Linked DNA regions of Sus scrofa: region 1 is linked to region 2. The links are chromatin contacts, called in public Hi-C maps. All regions are on one chromosome and are shown on one strand. The core of a region is the stretch at or near the end of the contact, and the rest is flanking DNA. Distances in the headings are between cores, read along the strand shown. Region 1 holds the start of LEKR1 (leucine-, glutamate- and lysine-rich protein 1). Region 2 overlaps TIPARP (TCDD-inducible poly [ADP-ribose] polymerase).

What was found. A called contact is a pair of places that touch in the nucleus more often than the background predicts.
Region 1: a Hi-C map of embryonic fibroblasts shows a contact between it and region 2, with 4 times the contacts expected there. The contact joins the promoter of LEKR1 here to the enhancer-like site in region 2. A contact is called at or near these places in 3 of 5 promoter capture datasets (fetal liver, fetal skeletal muscle and liver), 27 of 47 Hi-C or Micro-C datasets (adipocytes, alveolar macrophages, blood and 16 more) and 2 of 2 datasets of contacts at active chromatin or transcription factors (alveolar macrophages and skeletal muscle).

What each region holds. Positions count from the first base shown.
Region 1 is chr13:96,637,752-96,643,212 of Sscrofa11.1, forward strand. It overlaps LEKR1 (leucine-, glutamate- and lysine-rich protein 1), which reads left to right and starts at 3,311. Exons shown (of 14, transcript XM_021069706.1): 1 at 3,311-5,461.
Region 2 is chr13:96,498,985-96,504,749 of Sscrofa11.1, forward strand. It overlaps TIPARP (TCDD-inducible poly [ADP-ribose] polymerase), which reads left to right. Exons shown (of 6, transcript XM_005669945.3): 2 at 573-1,528. The coding sequence starts at 612. Among named protein-coding and RNA genes, the nearest start is that of TIPARP, 5.5 kb to the left of the region's middle. Within about 2 kb of position 3,542, at least 17 of the 83 cell types and tissues checked have an H3K27ac peak or open chromatin away from gene starts, as enhancers often do. A contact at or near this core is called in alveolar macrophages, embryonic fibroblasts and fetal skeletal muscle, where this site is marked.

The sequences.
Region 1 (5,461 bases), core at 2,061-4,560, 140 kb after region 2:
TCTAATAGTCGTCTTTTTAATTTAAAAAAAAAAAAAAAAGGATTTGCTGCCAGCATGGACATCTAGTCTTTGTATACTGAATTCCAATATTCTGAAAGGGCAATTCACTTAGAATAGCAACATATGTATAATTCTCCAATAATGTTAGGGTTAATTACTTTTGCTCTACCCCTCAAGTATTCTGGTCAGTTTTAGCAATAGTGCCAGCATTTTCTTCTATTCCTTATAATTTTTCAAAAAACTTTCATTTGAGGGTAATAAAAAGCTTAACTCTATTAGTCAAGTGTTCACGGCTACTATGAGTTCTTCTCACTTTAAAATTTTAGGATTTTTATGGAACAAGTCCAATGTTGCCAAGCATTCAGGTAATCTCTTCCTTGCCCACTGAGCCAAAAACAAAACCATTGCACAATTGTTACCATATTAAAGATGAAAAAAAAGGGCTCAGGTAGTAAGATGATCAGTGCACAAAGCCAATAAACAGCTAAACCTAGTTCTGATCTTTTTATTTTATTAATTAATTATTTATTTATTTTTTAAATTTTTTTAGGGCTAGACCTGAGGCATATGGAAGTTCCCAGGCTAGGGGGTTGAATTGGAGCTGCAGCTGCCGGCCTGTAACACAGCAACGCACTACATTGCTGCGTCTGTGGCAACTTGGGATACTTGACCCTCTGAGCGAGGCCAGGGGTCAAACCCGCATCCTCATGGATCCTGGTTGAGTTCCTTAACTGCTGAGCCAGGAAGGGAACTCTCAGTTCTGAGCTATTTAAAGTGCCTTTGTATTTTAGGAATATCTTATCAAGCAATTGGTACTTATAATAATGTGCCCCATCCCATCCATTACATGCTAGAAAGTTAATATACTCTGGAAGAGAGCATGCATAGAACATGTAGAACTTCTCCATTAGAAAATATAAAATTTCTTATTTCTATTTTAAGAGATTTACCAATAAAGGCAAATATCATAAATCTACAGTGAACAGCCTCAAAAGGCACAGTGAAAAATACCACAGTAGGTGAAAGAATTCAGCGACTCCAAAAACAAAGGTTCTTCGAGACTCAGATCTCCTTTATGTCCTGCTGTTTCAGTTTGGAGTCTAAAAGACTATCTATCTACTTTGTGTCTGACTTATTTTCCTGTCAGACAGGAACTGGAATTTGAACTTTGCTCTCTGAAAGCCAAAGGCCAACTAATTTAGGAGGAGACTCTCAAAATCAATGATGGTTTCTTCTAGTTTCATTAGTTTTGTCTAAAATGATTAAAGGATTTGATTCCCAGATAACCATGATCCTCGCTGCTATTTTTACAAATCACATTAATTTCTATACTTAATTCTGATCATTGGCATTCCTAAAGCAAGTCTGGATTCATGTAGCATTCCAACCCTGAGTTTCAACTTTTCAAGTTTCCAACAGAATCCTGTTGCTAGTGAGTGATGATACCTTTATTGTAGTAGCCCCAAGGTGTGGAAGTTGTTTCCTGTGGCCTAGACTCAGCCCAACCCCTCCACTTGTTGAAACATCTGCAAATACTTTGTTCATTTCAGAGGCATCTGACCACAGCTAGCCTCCCATCTGGATTGCTTCCTTTTTCCTGATTGCTCATGTAAGGCATCAATAATCTGGGAAGGCACTCAGCAAGAGAGAAACTGGGAGGGCCCCAGGATTAGAGGGAAGTGCTTGGAGGTTAGTTCTTTGGCTTGTCTCTTATACTTATTCATTAACTGATTCATTCAATCATCACCATTTATTGGGTGGTACTAGCAAAGCAAATATCAACCAGAAGCAGTTTCTGTCCTCAAACAGGAAATAATCCTGCATGCTATACTTATTATCTCAGATCAGGAATTATATTAACTAGTTTATAATAATTATATTTGCCAGGTGTCTTCTGTCTGTAAAGTTCTATAATTGCTTTAGTTCTTTGGTAGGTTTAAGATTTATGGAATATTTTCCTTAATCTCTTTGTTCCCCCACTTTGAAACTACATAAAATTGAAGGCAATACTCTCTAAAGGACTTTGTAAATAATAATCACTAATTAATTTAAGAAATACCACAGGAATCTTTATCTGATGAGTGAAATGATAAACTGAGTAATCATTCCTTCATATGCTGCATTTGCTTTAGGCTTATATGTTAAACTACAAAATATTTGCTTAACAGTTATAAGGAAGAGACTATATTTTAAAAGATATTAATGCTGCTGGGTTATTTTTTTGCCCTTATGTGATATTAATTCCACATCTTAAAAATACATCTATATTATGCACACATGTGCACATTTTAGTAAGTTAATTATAATCAAATCATACAAAGATCTAATTAACTCGTCCCAGGAGTTGTTGAGCAATAATTATACGTTCAAAGCACCAGCAGATTTAAGGTGTATACAGGGTGGGGCCCATCCACCCAGGATTTCAAAACCACATGGTTCTTCAGGTCCTGTTGAGGCTTATCTATTTGCACGTCTTCCTGCAGGAGTTTGGACTAATCAGGTCACTACATCTAGACTGCAGTCTCTATCACTGATTGTTTGCAACATGACATAACATCAATAGGCCACAGAGAAGTTAGCAACAGGGTAAAGGAAAACTGCTTTAATACCAAGGATATCGCCTGTTCAGCGTGTTCAGCGGGTCATATATTGTGTATCAAACCATCTGATATCAACTCCTACAAATGAGCTCAGCCAAAAGGTTCAACCATTTTGTCTGATGGTATCATGTTCTCCAGTCACAATGCAATAGTGAGTCAACCTGTTGTGAGCTGACAGTTCTTCCAGTTCGCTAAAATGGAAAAGGCAGGTTGCTGCTCCAGCATTGCTTCTGTTTTGCTGCAGAATATTTCATATGGCCTCATGCCCCAGCTAGTCTTCGTTGATCTAGATAGTAATTGGACATCTTGGAAGCAGACAGAGGTTGGTTCATTTCTCCTTCAGCCTTGGCTTCTCCCCATCCCCCAACGCTCCCTGTCTTGCAACTCATAACAGAGCAGTGCTATTAAATTCAACATGAAAACACACATCAAGGGGCAGATAGGACCTAGGTGCCTGACAACTCTGAAGAACAGTGAGCCCCTACCCTGAATAGTGCTTTGTTCAAATTATAAAAAAAAGACACCTTGGAGTTGTCATTGTGGCCCAGTGGGTTAAGAACCTGACACAGTGTCCGTGAGGATGTGGATTTGAACCCTGGCCTCACTCAGTGGGTTAAGAATCTGGTGTTACCGAAAGCTGTGGCGTAGATTGCAGATGTGACTTGGATCCAGTGTTGCCATGGCAGTGGTATAGGATTCGACCCCTAGCCCAGGAACTTCCATATGCTGCAGGTGCAGCTGTAAAAAGGAAACAAACAAACAAAAAAACACCTCTTCCTCAGGTGGATGGATGGCATATATCTTAGCATGTGAAACTGGGGCTGGAGTCCAAGAGTTCAATGCTTACCCACCTCCTCTGCCAGGCACTATTATGTGGCCAACAAACTGCACAAGTGTACAGCGTCTGGGCAGAAAGGGTATGAGAGCCTTCCAATGATGGCAGAAGACATTAAGAAACATGAGGGCAACTTTAATAAGGAGAATAATGGGAAACAGGGAGTAATGGGTAGTTTTGTCTTATGACTTTCTAAATAAAAGAAGCCTTCTGAATCAAGTCAAAATCACTTACCACTCTGTGGTGACTTCTTTTCCCTCTCAGGGGATCACTTCTAAAAGCTGAGACAAGGAGCAGTTTTTACATTTACACGGAGATGTATGTACTATATCACTATTCCTGAGGTGGTCTGCACTTAAATAGAGGCAAGAAAATTAAACATTAAGTAATCAGTTTTGTCTGATCACTGCTCTATCCCCAACACCTAGAACAATGCCTGACATACATTAAATGAAACTCTAATCCTAGACTGTCAGTCATTGAGCATCTGGAAATACACCAAGATGTTCTCTTGCTTTCAAGATTCCATAGATCAAATTAGTCATCAAAAACTACTTTTCTTTTAAGCACTTCATAGGCAATAGGTCTCAGCTTTCTTACAAAATACCATCACTATAAATACTACTCAAATACCAATTATTTAAAACTTCCATTGCACATCATGAGCTATTTGTCAACTGGCAATAAAACGCCTCTAAGCCAAATGTTTTTATGTAAGGATGCAGCTTTCCAAACTGTACTTGATACAGTACTTGATAGACAAACAAAAAAAAAATTGTGGCATAGTTGTATTTAAACATTATTTTATGCTTTTTAAATTTTATACATGGGTTGTCATAACAGTGTATTATTTATAATATTTGAATGTATCATCTTCCTCCAAAGATCTCAGAACACCTTTGGTGAGTAAGGAATAGTCCTCCACACCTCTGGTGAAGTAGGTATGCTGTAACATATTTCCATTATAGCTGGATCACATGTGAGTCAGTGGCAGGGCTGCATTATTTACTCATGAAAATTTCCTTCCCAGCTCTAACCATTAGAGTATTGCCTACACATTCATTCATTCACTCACTCATTCCTTCCTTCATTCAAAAATTCATTTGATGCAGTTTGCTAGCCACTTAGGCTCAAGTCCCTATTTCCTTACTGCATCATATGAATATTACAATCTGTTAAAAATTCTCATAATATTTAAAATTTAGAGCAGAGATTTTTCTGCACATGGTAATTAATCCTGTTTCATAGTGGCATACCTACTAGTGTGTCACATGCATACTAAGGAAATGACTGAAATACAAAAAAATTTAAAGATATACTTCTCATTCTTAAGTTATGGATGTTAATCACATGTCTCTAAGGCCTTTTTTTTTTTTAATATTTGCCTGGTGCGGCTAAATAGCTGTGTTTTCTGTGTCTAATTAGAAGTTTCCGCTGTGTATTACAGCTGAGTTGGTACAAGATGTTCAAGACCATGAAAAGATGAATGTAATAGCTTCCTTGTGTCATGGTCTGAATTTTTTTTCCCTCAGTTCATTTGTCCTTTTAAGTAATCATACTCTTTGTACCGGCTCTCATCTGTATTCACAGTGATTGTTCTTGCCAAACCATGCCTCCAGACTTGACTGTATAAATTAAATTTCATGCACGCATATGCAAGCCCTGTGCACTGCCTGTTAAACGAAGTAATATAAACAAATTAAGGGCACATTTTAACGATCTTTGAGTTCCATGTAACAGTGGTTTTTAGACAGTTTCCTACTGGGCACAGAATTAGACACTGATCCACAGAGGTCATTTTCAGTGCGCGCCTCGCAAACCGGTCTGCTCATTGAATCCAGCCCCCTAACTGTGCAAGCTGCACTTTCTATGATTTTCTCCTTTGGCTCCCCGCCCCCTTGAAAGGGGCTGATTCACCCCCAGCCCCCTCTGCTGGAGCTGGCGCGACCAAGCCGGCTGCGTGACAGGCTACACTTCCCAGCCCCGCCTCTGTGGTAACTGACTGATCTCATCGCCGCTCGTCACG
Region 2 (5,765 bases), core at 2,292-4,791:
CTGGCTTTCTCCCATGTAACATTTCAATTGAGAGCCCCTGTTTCCTAAGTATATATCCTCACACCTCAAATTCACTCATAAATAACTTTGAAGTTTTTCCTGCATTTGAAGAACTTTAAAAAAAAAAAAAAAGGAATACTTTTTGTTTCTTCAGGAGTTAGGCGACACAAACAACTACGAAGAGAACCACACAGCAGTGGAGATGTGGTTTCCCTGCTATCATCAGATATGCTTATTTCTATCCCTCATTTCCCACCCTGCCCTAGACTTACTGTAAAAATTCATATCCCAGTAGAATCACACATCATTGATATTAAGTCCACAAGTAAAAGTCAAGAGCCTACTGGAAGAGGCTCTTGCTTTTGCCTTTACCTGTGTGGGCTTTTGAATAACCTTGGCTGCTTTGGAACCTTGACTTCTCAATAAAATTTAAAACTGACCTGTAAAGATGAAATATAGTATAAGAGGAATGATTTCAGGGACTTGGAGACTAAAACAAAACATGTTGATGAATGAAGAGGATTCGGGTATTGTCAGCTTGTAAATGATCATCTTCTTTCCTTTCCCGGTAGGATTTTTAGACTGAAGAGCAGTTGGAGCTAATCCACATCATGGAAATGGAAACCACCGAACCTGAGCCAGACTGTGTGGTGCAGCCTCCCTCTCCTCCTGATGACTTTTCATGCCAAATGAGACTTTCTGAGAAGATCACTCCATTGAAGACTTGTTTTAAGAAGAAGGATCAGAAGAGATTAGGAACTGGAACCTTGAGGTCTTTGAGGCCAATATTAAACACCCTGCTAGAATCTGGCTCGCTTGATGGGGTTTTTAGATCTAGAAACCAGAGTACAGATGAGAGCGGCTTACATGAACCTATGGTGAAAAAACCCTTGGAAATCAATCCATCGTGTCCACCAGCAGAAAACAATATGTCTGTCCTGATTCCTGATGGGACAAATGTTGGGGGCCAAATAACAGAAGCCCATCCTCCCACTGATGCTCCAGAACAAGTGGTTCCAATCCAGGATCATAGCTTTCCACCAGAAGCCATCAGTGGGACAGTGGCAGATTCTACAGCAGGGCACTTCCAGACTGACCTTTTGCACCCAGTTTCAAGTGATGTTCCTACTAGTCCTGACTGCATAGACAAAGTCATGGATTACGTTCCAGGGGTTTTCCAAGATAACAGTTTTACAATCCAGTACATTTTGGACACCAGTGATAAGTTGAGTACCGAGCTCTTTCAGGACAAAAGTGAAGAGGCCTCCCTTGACCTTGTGTTTGAGCTGGTGAACCAGCTACAGTACCACACTCACCAAGAGAATGGAATTGAAATTTGCATGGACTTTTTGCAAGGCACTTGTATTTATGGCAGGGATTGTTTGAAGCACCACACGGTCTTGCCATATCATTGGCAGATCAAGAGGACAACTACTCAAAAATGGCAGAGTGTATCCAATGATTCTCAGGAGCACTTGGAAAGATTTTACTGTAACCCAGAGAATGATAGAATGAGAATGAAGTATGGGTATGTATTTATAACTACTTTACTAACTGTTAAGTCCTATAGAGGAGATAAAGAGGCTAAAAGCTTTGTAGGGTGGCTTCTTCAGTAGTCATCTAACAGATTTTATTCTTTTTTTCTACTGTTATTCTTTAGGCTGCATGCTATCCTGATTTTGCATGGTAGTTGAATGCAGGCTATTTATCTAACCAGACAGTGAAGGTTTTATTATTTGAACAATTCATGTATCACTCTGTGCAATATGTGTGTGACTGAAAAGTTGCATGTACATTGAGTGTTGTGAATCAAACATTATTTTAATCATATAGGAGAGCCTGCTCTTGAAAGAAAATCCATGGAAGATCTTATAAATTACAAATGCCTAATTTATCTAATTTTAAAGTTTTGCTAATTGAGTAGCTGCTATTTTTTTAAAGGAAAATAGTATTATTTGGACATTCTTGTGGCCCTGCTTTCATTTTGAATGATCCGAGCAATTTTTCTGTGAATGATTCCGGAATTCCTCCTGAACTTCTGAATCATACCCAAACATGTTATACCTTGCATCAAGTTATCTTAAAGCTTTTTACCATAGATTTTATTATTCTGTTTATCTTACAGATAAAATAAATTGTTCCACAACTCAGGGTATTTTTTAAACTTGAGTCTTTTAATAATGAATGAAGGGAAGATTTATGTTAATGGACATTTTTGTTTGTAATTTACATTAAAAAAACAGTTACCTTCATGTTTTTGTAGGCAAGACGTATATAAATAATTTGGTTCTTTTAGTATGGATGTCTAAGCTTTATGCATTAATAGGGAATTGAAATTTCCACATCTGAGTTCTTTAATGAACTTGAAAATGGAGAAAATATCTTTTTAGCAACTTAAATCATGAGATTAGAACTTTGCATCTTCTATTTCAAAAGCAATGTATGGAATAAGGTGAGAAATAATGTAAAGCCCAAGTTCAAAGTCGTCATTGTATAGAAGACCTCTTGAGATAGATGTAAGGTGTATATCCAGAATGTAGTTTTCCTGGTCATAAACGTATTCACTTGATAATATAATGCGTTCAAGACATTATCTTGTTTGGGTAGCAAAATTCTTAGATAAAGCTCAGTACTTTTGACTTTTTTTTAAAAGCAAGCATTGGAAGAGAAAAATGTTTTCCATTTTATCTTAAAAAAATCTTTTTAATAAGGTATTGTCCAAAATCTCTGTTGCTCTTGAACTAGCAACTCTAATTGGTTTGTCAGGGGTAATTAATTTTATATACTTTCAAAGCCACTGTAATCCTTCCATCTCCAGACTGCAAAACTGTTCAGAACAGTGACCTCCCACTTCACTCCTAGGAAACAAATTTCCAATCTGCTGAGTACTTCAGCATCTTGGTACATTAAGTTTCTATCTGTTTGAATTGGTCAGGAAGAAACTAGCAGGATTATTGTCCAACACATTATGTTCTGTTACCACGAGCAAGGCAATACAGGTATTTTGATTCTGGAAAATGCAGGAACTCTTTAAGACAGCAGCATATTGAGTATGTTATCCATTGGTAAAATTTCTTTGCTGAAGAACAGACATATGCATTGTTGGATCAGTTATAAAGTAGTTGCAGTGAGTGCTTGATTTCCAAATGAGCTTTAATGAGGTGAAGTAATGTTTATTTGACACTTGAGAGGAAAAGTATGAGTGAATTATAATTATTATTGCTGCTGCTACATTGTTAATGGTAGTAAGTGGTCCTGTCCCTATAAAAATAGCAAAAACTATTAACAGTTAATTACTAGTAAAGTGAAGTTCTCCATGGAGTACAGTAAGAAATGTTAAAAGATTGTAGATACCTAAGTGTCAAAAATCAGGCTTTTGGAAAGTTGACCTGTGGTCAGTACAACCTGGTTTTCCTTGTATTCCAAAGCGATGTTGTGTTTCCTGGCAACAAGATGCAGATAACGGCATGTTGAGCCTTGCTGAGAGATTCACAAACAAGCTGGAGCAGCCCAGGTTCACATGGTTACCACATTATTTGGCTAAAGCTATTAATCTCTGTGGTCAGGCCTGTAAAGCTGGTCTATCTGTGCAGATTGCACATAACCAGGAAGTGTGTGTTCAGCTGTGTATATGCCCAAGTCAAATCCAGCAGTCTTTGGATTCAGGAATAATGAATGGCAGTTGTTTATCCCACTTGTTTTCAGCAGTGTATATGACTTGGTGAATCATTATTATATGCTATACCCATAATAGTTCATTGTGTGGAACTTGGGGAAAGTTCATAGTTCTGAGTTTCTAGCATAGAAGTTCATAGTTTCAAACTGTATAGATAAAATTCTTTGTTTTGAAAATGGATTTAACATTTAAATTAATCCAGGTTAGGTGTGCAATGTTCATTTTATTCTCAAAGAATGAGTGAAGAGAAAGTTGTGCCAGATAAGTTCACAGGTCCCTTCCAACTCTTTAGTCAAGATGCTTAGATACTAAAAACACATGTAAAAGAGGATTTCAATAATAAAAATGCTCATTGGAGTTCCCGTTGTGGCCCAGCGGTAACGAACCCGACTAGTATCCATGAGGATGCGGGTTAGATCCCTGGCCTCACTCAGTTGGTGTTGCTGTGAGCTAGGGTGTAGATTGCAGATCTGGTATTGTTGTGGTTGTGATGTAGGCTGGCAGCTACAGCTCCAATTTGACCCCTGTCCTGGGAATTTCCATATGCTGCAGGTTCGGCTCTAAAAAGACAAAAATAAAAATGCTCATTTGGCTCATTATAATGAAATTATTTTAATTATTTTCCAATTGTGCCTTCACCTCAAATTTTGATATTATCCCATCTTGCTCGATTACTGCTTTTGTATGTCTTCAAATGTTAATTGCCAACATCAAATGGAAACAAGTTGTATGTAAGAACTCCCCATTTTTAGATGTTGAGGCTTCTTTTGCACACAGGATGGGCTTTGGAGAATTTCCAAATTACAAATATGCAGTTAAGAAAACAACATCCAATGTTGTGTTTTCGATTGAGAAAACATAGTCTCTTAATAGTTTCGGCACTCATCCTTCGTGGAAAATGATACTAAATGGCTGGACTAAGCAGTTTTAAAAGAGTCTCACTAACCTGCGGGATACTATTGTGGATAATTCAAATTGTGGACAATGTGCATATTTCCCTTTAGCAACTGAGATCACCATTGGTTTTCACATTACATTAATTTGAAAGTGTGCCAGAACAGTCTTCTAGTTTTTATCCATCCATAAGGAAGAGTCACTGTGTTGACCTTATTCTGGAGGTAATCTAAAGGTGAAAATATGACCGGTTTTATTTTCTAATTCTGAATTTCTTGAAAAGGGGGGCAGTGAAGAAGAAAGTTGCAAAATTTGACTCGATGGTTTTTTTTCTCAGAAGACTGTATTGCCCTCTTTAGAATTAAAAGTTATTGATGAAAAGATTTTTACTTGCCATGGCTTAAGCCTAGAGTGTTGTTATAGTCTTAGTTCATTAGTTTTGAGTGATTTTGATTGGTAATTCCTCTTAGAAATTTGTTTTTGTTTTTTAAAAAACTGTCCAAGGGACAATACCATTAGAAGACTTCACAGCTGCTCTGAAAGAAGACAAGTAGAATTCCATATTAGTGATAATAAAGAGCATGTACTATTCTTCTCTATATGACTTGCAGAGTGGATTGTCTTAGAGCAAGCTCCTGACTGAACTCTACTGGAATAGTTAAATTAGCCAAGTTAGCTCTGGCCTGCACAGCTGTGATGATGTATGAACTAACTCATTATGTGTTATTGATAACACTGGAGAGAGGAGAACAGCTGAAACTTACTATGCCTTGTGACTTTTTGGTATTTCTTGAATATACACAGCTGGATGAGTTTGAATTTATTTTAAAAATTCCTGCCTAAGAGAAAGAGAGAGCTCCATAAGCAGAGAACTGTTTGAAGTGACTTTCAAAATGTGTGTCTTGTGCTTTAGAATGAAGCAATCCAATGAATTATTTTTTGTACCTCTTTATGATGCTATTTACATATGAAATAAAACTAATTGGCTTCTGTCTATACTAATCCAGGGAAGTCAGTGGGTCTGTGTAGAGCTGTCATGGGAATCAATAGCAATCATTCATTTATTCCTTTTTTGGTTTTGTCAGTAAGCAGATTAGACTTTTTGAAGCAGCTGTCACCTGGCTTCAGGTTGGGGTCAGTCGGTTCCTGATGTATTCATAGTAATGAAAATGAACCTTGCAAAAAGCAAGGATGT